Linked DNA regions of Sus scrofa: region 2 is linked to region 1. A link is a contact called in public HiChIP or PLAC-seq data. All regions are on one chromosome and are shown on one strand. The core of a region is the stretch at or near the end of the contact, and the rest is flanking DNA. Distances in the headings are between cores, read along the strand shown.

Region 1 (4,339 bases), core at 63-2,562:
GTGTCGGCCTGGATCATCTGGATGTTGTTTTCCATGAGGTTGAGGTACCGGGTGTTGGAAGGAATACCCTGCGGGACCTCGGAGAGGCCCCGGCGGGTGCACACCACCTTGCTGAACTGGTTACTGCACGAGCAGACCGACGGGCAGTTCTGGGGCCCGGCGGAGGCGGCAGCAGCGATGGCTGCGCACAGGATCCACACTTGCGCCGCGAGGTAGACGACGGGGAGCAGGACGGCATTCCAGGTGTGGTGCACAGTTACCTGCCACAAGAGCTTCATGGTGTGGCACGTTCATAATTCACCATCGCCTGGGATTTTGGCTCGGAAAGGAGAACCAGCCCTACCCCGGCTTAAGTGAGCTAGGAGCTCCTCTTTCCATCTGGAGAAGGAGGTGGGGAGGGGGCGATTAGAGACGGAGCAGATCGGCCGGGAACAATCCTGCCAAACTAAGAGTGGCCCCTCGTCTACCAGCCCCCCCACCTCAAGACCAGCCCTCGGAAAGCTGAGACTTTCTTTCCCCCCCCCCGCCCCCCGTTGCGACCATCCCCACCCAATCACTCGCTGTCACCTACCTCGGAAGGAAGGAAGGGAAGAATTGGCGTGGTGTCCTTAAGCGTTCTCCGCCAGAGCCGGCCACAGCGTTCCCATTCTCACTTCTTAGTTTTAATTAACAAAAGGGGGAAGCAGAGGGGGCGGGGAGGGCAGAGGGGAGGGGAGGGGACGGGTGGGGGAGACAAAATGGCTTCTAGTAAATCCGGAGCCGGCGAGCGGAGCGGCGGAGTTGAGGCGCGCCGGGAGAGCCAAGGCCCGGCGGGCTATGCAGGTGCATGCCCCCCCCTCAGCCCCAGCGCTTCCCGGCTTTGTCCTTGGACCCTGGCCCCGGCTCGCACCAGCCGAGGGGGAAGCCGCTTCATCGCCAGAGTGTGCCTCCAGCGCCCCCCGCCCGCTCCGGGGCTGCCACCCCGGCGGGGAATGAGGGGGCGCCCCGCAGCCTCCCAGGCCGCGTTCGCTGCCGGTGCTGCCGCCGCGCTGCCCCCTCTGCTTGTGTCGGCCGCTCCCGGCCCGAGGCAGCTGATGCAGTCGTTGGCTCGCGGTGCTGCGAGAGTTAAGAGGAGGTGTTCGCCGCTCCTTCGCCCTCCCCAGACACACACCCCCTTCTCGCCTCGCCTCGCCTCGCCTCTCAAGGGTTAAAAAGACCGAAGCCGGGCTTCGTTGGCCAGTCCGCCGGCTGCTGGTGCGCGGAGTAGTAATCCGTCCAGCCCCCCGAGGGGCAGCGGCGTGGAGGCAGCGCCGGGACCTGGTCGGCCGGCCGGAGGAGCGCGCGGCGCCCGGGTCGCCCCGCACCGCAGGCCCCTTCGGGGAGTCCGGGGGCGGGCACGGCCCCCGGCGGCGCGGAATTGCCCTCCGCAGCCGGGCCCCCGGCGCGCCGCGGGCTCTGGCTTTGTGCGGAGGGAGCGAGTTCGGGGCTCCGGCCCCCGGCGCCTTCAGCGGCTGCGCTGCCCGCGGACTGCTGCAGCGTCCCCAGCGCTGGCGGCGGCGTGAGCAGCGGGGGTCGCGGCTGCGGGAAACGCTTCGGAGCCCGGGAACATGGTCCCCGCTCGCTAGTGGCGGCGGCGGCGGCAGCAGCAGCGGGGCCCCTGCGCGCGGCGCCCACCGTCTCCTCCTCGCGCCGGGCTCGCGGTGTTGCAGGCAGCAGCCACGCAGACTGCTCTCTCATCCTTTTGTCCTTCAGTCAGAACGTGAATGTACTGCTGACGCATACTGTTCTGGGGAGAAGATTAGCGTGATGCAGTGCTCTTATGTATTAACACCGCTCCCCCTCCGCTGCCTGCCCTCGAGGGGTTAACGCCGGCGCTTTCCAGCGCCGCGCAGCCCCGAGCTCCGCGCCTCCGTCCCACTTCCTCCCTCCTTCCTTCCTTCCTTCCTCCCTTCCTTCCTCCCTCCTTCCTCTCTCCCCCACCCCCACCCCCTCCCCGGCCGCTTCCTCCCCGCCCCCTCTAGACGCGGGGAGCTGGCCGGCCGAGAGAGCCGGAGCGAGCGTCAAGTGAGGGGCCGCGCGCAAGTCGCAGGCGTTCGCAGCTATTTTGGTCCGATCGGAGGGAGCCGCCGGGTGGCCGCTGATAGGCTGGAGCTGCACAGGGCTGCTGCGGAGGGACCGCGCCGGCCCCGGCCCCCGCCCCCGCCCCGCACCCGGCGCCGGGCACCCTCAGTCTCTGGGCGCGGTGGGCTCACGGGCCGGGGAGCCGGAGGCGCGGCGTCCCGCGGCGGGGCTGCTGCAGTTGGCGGGCTTCCCGCCCGGACCGCGTCATCCTCACCCCCGCCGACTGCTGACGGGGCGCCCCGGCAGCGAGGCCCGGGCTGCACGCTCGGAGTTCAGAGCTGCGCGGAGGGACGCGGGGGCGGCCGGGGCGCTACTGCACAGATGCCTGTTCGTCCTGCCCCCTCCCTCACAGATTTCCTCACCTCTCCTCCGCTTTAACTAGGGCTTAAAATGATAGTTTTCTTAATGAGGGTTGCGGGGGAGGCAAACAGTGGAAGGAAAGACCAAGTGCGGGGAGCTGGGGGAATGACAACCTGGGACATCACAACAACCAGCAGGAAGGATCGAGGTGAACTCCCAGCAGCCACGGCACAACCGGTTCATTCATGCAGCTGGAGCTGCGGCGTCTCACTCTTCCCAGCCCGGCTCCCAGAGATTGGAGGGGGGACGGGTCCTAAACCTGCTGCTCCCCCCCCCCCCGCGCCGCCCCGAGCTTCACTGGCTCTTCTTAGTTGCCGGGACTCCCTGGGAGGAACTGCGTAGCAACCTGCCCCTTCGTCTGGTGAGAGGAGACCCGGCGGCATGTGACAGACCAGGGTAAAAGAGAGAAAAGGACTGGGTCTCCTTTTTCCCTCCCGGGAAAGTGACTGCCCCTTTCTCTGCCTAGTGGGGGTGGGGCCATCGGCGGCTAAGCCCTGGGAAGCCCGCTGGTAGGAAAATGGCTTTGGTTCAGTATTGCTTCTTTTCAAGGGCTACCTCCAGACTCCTTGTGCCCCGCCCCGCTCTGCCTTGGCAGGCTTGCCCGCCCATCACCTGGACGTGGGCTCGCGCTTATTAACAAGAGAAAGTCTCAGCTCTCTGGATTCTGCCACACCCTTATCTCAGTACCGTCTGCTGCCTAGTAACCCGAAAGCTCCTTAAATATGCCAGAGAATGTTTGAAGTCTCTGTTTCTGAATAGCATGGAAACAGTTCTGTTGTAGGCAAGTTGGATTCCCCATCGTTTACCAACTTTTTAAAAACATCTTTTTATTACAGTTGATTTACATTGTTCTGTCCATTTCAGCTGTACATACCAACTTTTTTATTATGCATTTGCAGTCAGATAAGAACATGAATAGCTGATATGTTAACCTGTGATCACATAGGAAGTGGTGGAGCCAGGCCTTGAACCCTGGCAAGAGCTCAGATGTCTTGGGCATGGAAGTGATGCTCCAGAATTTTCTGCCCGTGAGAACTCAGGTTTGTCTGCTATATGCTTTCCACTATCCTAGAGATGATTGGAAAGATAAATAGTTCTGTTCTTGTTTAATCTTTCTTTACCCGGTGACACAGTTGCCACAGTTGTTTCCATTTTATGGATGGAGGTAGTGAGCTCAGGCAGGCAGATAACATGCTCAAGGTCACATAACCGGAAGGCCACAGAGCCAGCATCTCAACGCAGTCTTCTCACCCCGAGCCCTGTGTTTTCATCACTGCAACAAAATCGTCCAATGTGTTCACTCTGCGTGGAGTAAATGCCAAGGCAAGGTGAGGGGACAGGCTACTTAAAACACTTCAGTGGGGCATTCCTGTCGTGGCTCCGTGGAAAGTAATCTAACTAGTATCCACAGAGGACACAGGTTCAATCTCTGGCCTCACTCAGGGGGTTCAAGATCCACCCTTGCCATGAGCTGTGGTGTACGCTGGCAGCTGCAGCTCCAATTCAACCCCTAGCCTGGGAACTTCCACGTGCCATGGGGCGTGGCCATAAAAAACAAAAACAAAAACACCTTCAGTGAGATGTATGTAGACTGAAGGGCAGGAAAGGAGAGCCAAGAAAATAGATCCTTTAACTTGTTTTGCTCACAATTACTAATCAAAGGGAGAAGTGGAGATAAATTCCATCTGGGCTCTTTAGTGGCTCTTACTGCTTTCTTGACTAAGCCCCTTTTGCACATCATCAGCCTCAAGTGGGAAAGGCCCACCTTATACCCGGGTGTGAATCTAGCCTGATAGGGATCTGTGGAAGAGAATCCGAAACCTGCTCTTGAGAGGGCCCTCTCTTTGCCACCGCTGGCGTTGAGCCGGTCAGGTTCCAG
Region 2 (4,508 bases), core at 227-2,726, 280 kb before region 1:
AAGCAGTGAAGTCCTCGGTATGGGATTTAGGGTGTACATCCTGAAATCCAGGGACTTCTTCCATGATTTTTATACCAGTCCTATTTTGGGGCCTTATTTTCACCCCCTCTTATCCCCTCTCGAGAGTCCTGATTTGATAGTTTCTTAGTCTTGGTGGGTGGGGCCAGCCTGCCTGTAAGTCAGACCGGCTGTTTTGTTTTCTCACCACTAGCTCAGATTTAGCTTTTGTGGGTCTGTGGAGTCAGTTACCACTCATCCTTCTGCTTTCCAGCCTGCAAAGTTTTGTTGCTATATTCTCCTCTCCCGTTATCTTTGTCCTTTTGGGCTCTTGGCAACTCCCCCCCAACCCCCCACCCACGGCCAAAACAAATCCAAAACCATCTCCCCAAGCCCTTTGTTTTTGTGTAGAGGTAGGGTAACAAAGTACATATTTGAACTTGCTTTATGTTCATAATGTTCTCTTGTAAGCCTGCATCATAATTTTCTTAACTAAACCCCGATAGGTCATTAATCATGTCGTTTGATCATTTGTCCATCATTTAGAAGATGGAATAATCTCCCTGTAAATGGCACTCTTTTCCTTAGGAATATTCTGGAGCACATTTGCTCCTCAGGAATGTTAAGTTCATTTTCTAACATGTCGTAGAGCAGCCCTTGACCAGCTTTTTCTTAAAGGGCAATGTAGTAAATATTTGGGGCTTTCTGGGCCCTGTAGACTCTTTGTGACTACTCAGTTCTGCTACTGGAGCAAGAAAACAGCTCTGGCGTGGCTGCGTTCCAGTAAAACTTTATTTATAAGAGTAGGCGGTGGGCCCTTGGCCACAGTTTTCAAACCCTGTTACAGAACACCGGATGTCAGCATTAAGGAAAAAATGTAAAAGGAAAAATGGCCTGTTTTTCTTTTCACAAGCTAGAACCCAGCTGCAGTTTGGTAGTCAGGTTGCCTGATTTAAAACTTTTGTTAATGCCAAACTACTTTTTCATGGAAACCTAAAAAGGTTAGTGCCCTGGGCCTTCCTGGACATGGTCTGACAGTTCACTTTTCTCTGAAGGATTCTGCTCTGAGGCTGGTGTGACTGTAAGGCCTGAACAAATAGTGGCTCTCTCTTTTCAGCGGTCACTCTGTCTCCTAGGAATTAATTGTACATTAATTAATTAGTCATAGCCCGAAAAGCCTGCAAATGATGACCTATGAACTCTTTAAGCAGAGGCCTCCTGGACCCCCTAGGTGACTTCTGGGACCGATGGCATGCTGTAGATTGGGGTGTTGGCCAAGAGTCTCACTTCCGAGAAATTTGAAACTCAGCAAAGTGTTCTCTTGATATGTGGGGCACCGAAAGACTGATTGCCTTTCTCTGCTTCAGCAGCTTCCCTTCCTAGGGAGGGAAATGCCAGGGAGGGCTCTCCTTGTCTCTCCGGGTTAGCAGAGAGCATGTTCACTTCACAGCGATTAGCTGAGCCTGCTTGAGACTTTTGTGCCTGTCGCGGCTTGCCAGTTTCCTGCCTGCGTTTCCTGTGGCGTTTTAGCTGATCTGTGCTGTTTGTAGCCATATGGTCCCCGGAGCACGTGGCTTGGCTCCCCGTCCCTGCTGCTGGATGCTTGGGCCTTGCAGACTTCAGAGACCCAGTGACACTTGGGGGTGGGGAGTAGGGGTGGAGTCTTCTCACTGCCCTGCCTGGTTGGAGGCCTCTCCCTCCGTTCTCTGTATGGATTGATTGCTTAAACCCTCAGAGCCCCGTTGCAAGAAGAATGACAAATGGTTCCTGTTCTCAAGGAGCTTACCCTCTAGGGCTTGTCTGGGAGATTACCCTAAGTAGTTATCTCTGTGGTATTTGTTGTTCAGGTTCTGTTTTGGAGCTCAGGTTATAAACTACCCGTGGATACAGCGGATCCTAGTACTTAACTTGGTTTGGTTTGGCCCTGATTATTTTTCGCCATGCAAAAATGTCAGAGCTTTGAATGGAGTTCATTGTCATGTCTCTCCAAGATGGATTTTAAGCAAGGATACTGCTTAATATTTTTGGCTAGACTTTTAGATTCCCATTTGGTAATATGGAGAGAACAAAAACCACCAGCTACTTCCTTGACCTTTTGTCCTTCGGCTTTCGGATGAAAAGGAAGTTCTGGGGTGGTCTGTCTGGGGAGGTGACCCCTCCTACACCAAACAGAGGTCAGGACTTGGTTTTGTAGCTTAAGTTAGCAAGCTCAATTGCTGATAAGAAAATGGTTGAATTAGAACAGCTTTGTAAAAAACATTTACCTAGCTTTTGAAATGGACTTGATTTTTTGAAACAGTAGGTTTACAGAAAAATGGGTAGACCAGCATCCCCACATTATTCCCCCCCCCCCAGCTTCCCGTTATTATCTGACATGATTGTGGCACATTGATTATAAGAAGTATACCAGTATTGATATGTTATTGTCAACTAAAGTCTATACTTTAGTCAGATTTCCTTAGTTTTTGTCTAATGGCCCTTTTCTGTTCAGAATTCTCATCCTCAATAGCATGCTAAATTTAGTTGTCATATCTTGTTAGGCGCCTCTTGGATTTGGTGGTTTCTCAGGCTTTCTTTGTTTTTGATGACCTTGACAGTGGTGAGGGACCGGGTCGGCTATTCTGTGGGCTGCCCCTCTTTGAGAATTTGATGCTTGGTTTCCTCTTAAGTACCTATTACAGTGTCCAGGTTGCTTTGCTGGTACTTAGGTGCCCAGAGGTATTCGCAGCAGGAAATTGCGCTTCATATTGTGGGAGGACACAGGGTGGCAGCTGCCCTTTTCTAGAGGGTTGGGGAAGGGATCTATGCAGTGAGCTCAGGCCGACACGTAACAGGGTGGGGTACTGCTTGTCTCCCCCCCCCCCGCCCCGCTTTGGTGTCCCTTCTCTAGTGTTCCCAGGATTAGCTCGGGAGAATAGACCTGGCCTATAGCCTTGGGGAGCAGGAGAGGTCCTGAGAAGTCCTGGGTCCAGAGAGTAGGAAGGCTGTTTGCTGTCCCATGTCCAGTGGCCCCAGCAAGGACGCTTGCAGGTGGTCCCTAGAGGCCCGTCTGGGCTGGTGTCCTTTTTGCTCTCTCTGGTACTGAGAGCTTGGGCAGCTTTGCAAGAACTGGTAATTGTACCTGGGGCTCTAGGTCAGGAGGCCATTGCAGGCTCTTTTTGCTGGTTTCATACCTACCGTGGGGTTTTAAGAAGCTGAGTGGCAGCAGCTTCGCGTCCAGTGGCTGCACCGCTCAAGGCTCTGCAGAGGGGGAGTGTGGCAGGAGGCCAGAGCGAGGGATGGATGTCCCTTGCCCCTGACAGCACTCTGCCATTCTCCTGACTTGTGGCAGCCCTGAGCCTGCACTTGTCATCATTAAGCCACTCATTTTTCCTTTTACAATTGGGCTCCAGGAAATGGGGAGGGAATTGGATTTAGGGCGAATCCAGCGAGTGACTTTTTTTCTGTGTAGATTTCTGCTCCTGGAGTGGGCAGTAGGCTAGGGTGTGTGTGTGTGTGTGTGTGTGTGTGTGTGTGTGTGTGTGTGTTTTGACAGTAGCTTGTAGAGAGGGTGAGTGATGATGTGAGCATGCTCCGATTGGCCCTGATGAAAAGCACCATCAGAAATATCACTGTTGGAAACATGGTCTGTGACGGAGCTGACGAGCGGGCTTTGGATAGTAATCCACTCTGCATTTTACTTACTGCACAGTGTGTGGCCATAACTACTCTTTTATTGCTTCTTCCATGTCTCTGCCCAGGAGCTGCCTGTTCTCTGGACAATAATGACAGTTTACAGAGAAATAAACCATCATAAGGCCCACTTGCATGCTCACATCCAGACACGCATACCCGCACCCCTTCACCAGAAAGGCAGGCTCGTTCAGCCGGCAGCGTCCACGTGCTCAGCTCCTGAAGAGGAGGTTTCTAATCGGGGAGATGCGATGCCGAGGAGAGAGCGTCTGCCTCCGAGGCCTGAGATTTATGGCTCCAAGAAGCCATTCGCTGCTGCTGCTGGGGCCACTCACGCATTATAAGGGGTGACGAATGGCAGTAACTTGTCACCGGGGTGTGCTTAGGTCTTCATGTTCTGTAATCAGGGGGTGAAGGTGCGAGCACTATGATACTTCCTCGGGTTTATTTCTCTCTGGGCATGACGAGGGGGTAGAGCCTGCCTTGACGTTTTCTGGGGTCTTGATTACAGGATGCTCCCCTATGTTTTTGGCAGTTGACAACTTCCTAAGAGTTAGTTTTGGAATGAGAGGAAAGTGTAACTTGTCCATCATCGAGCCTTGGGAAACACTGCGATGTGTGTGAATTTGAGCTGCCTGGCGATTGCCAGATCCCTTGGGCAGTGGTCCATACTTTTGAGGGAGGGGCAGTGTTGATTGGCTGTCCTCGCTGGGGCATTGCGGAATGAGGGGTTTGAAGGTGGGCTAACAGTAGAGCACACATCCTCTCCCCAGTGTTCTGTCTTCCATTTTATAATATTTTAATTTTCATACAAATGTGGGGTTTTGAAGGACAGGGAA

The links. HiChIP or PLAC-seq counts read pairs in DNA pulled down with a chosen protein or histone mark.
Region 2: a contact with region 1 is called in an H3K27ac HiChIP or PLAC-seq map of skeletal muscle. The contact joins the enhancer-like site here to the promoter of LRRC4 in region 1. A contact is called at or near these places in 7 of 47 Hi-C or Micro-C datasets (alveolar macrophages, brain, embryonic fibroblasts and 2 more) and 1 of 2 datasets of contacts at active chromatin or transcription factors (skeletal muscle).

Annotation. Positions count from the first base shown.
Region 1 is chr18:20,316,290-20,320,628 of Sscrofa11.1, reverse strand. LRRC4 (leucine-rich repeat-containing protein 4) reads right to left here and starts at 1,312. Exons shown (of 2, transcript XM_021078634.1): 1 at 572-1,312; 2 at 1-378. The coding sequence starts at 278. The region is part of intron 16 of SND1 (staphylococcal nuclease domain-containing protein 1); the gene reads left to right.
Region 2 is chr18:20,596,754-20,601,261 of Sscrofa11.1, reverse strand. All of the region lies in intron 9 of SND1 (staphylococcal nuclease domain-containing protein 1), which reads left to right. Among named protein-coding and RNA genes, the nearest start is that of SND1, 55 kb to the left of the region's middle. Within about 2 kb of position 1,476, at least 38 of the 83 cell types and tissues checked have an H3K27ac peak or open chromatin away from gene starts, as enhancers often do. A contact at or near this core is called in brain and skeletal muscle, where this site is marked.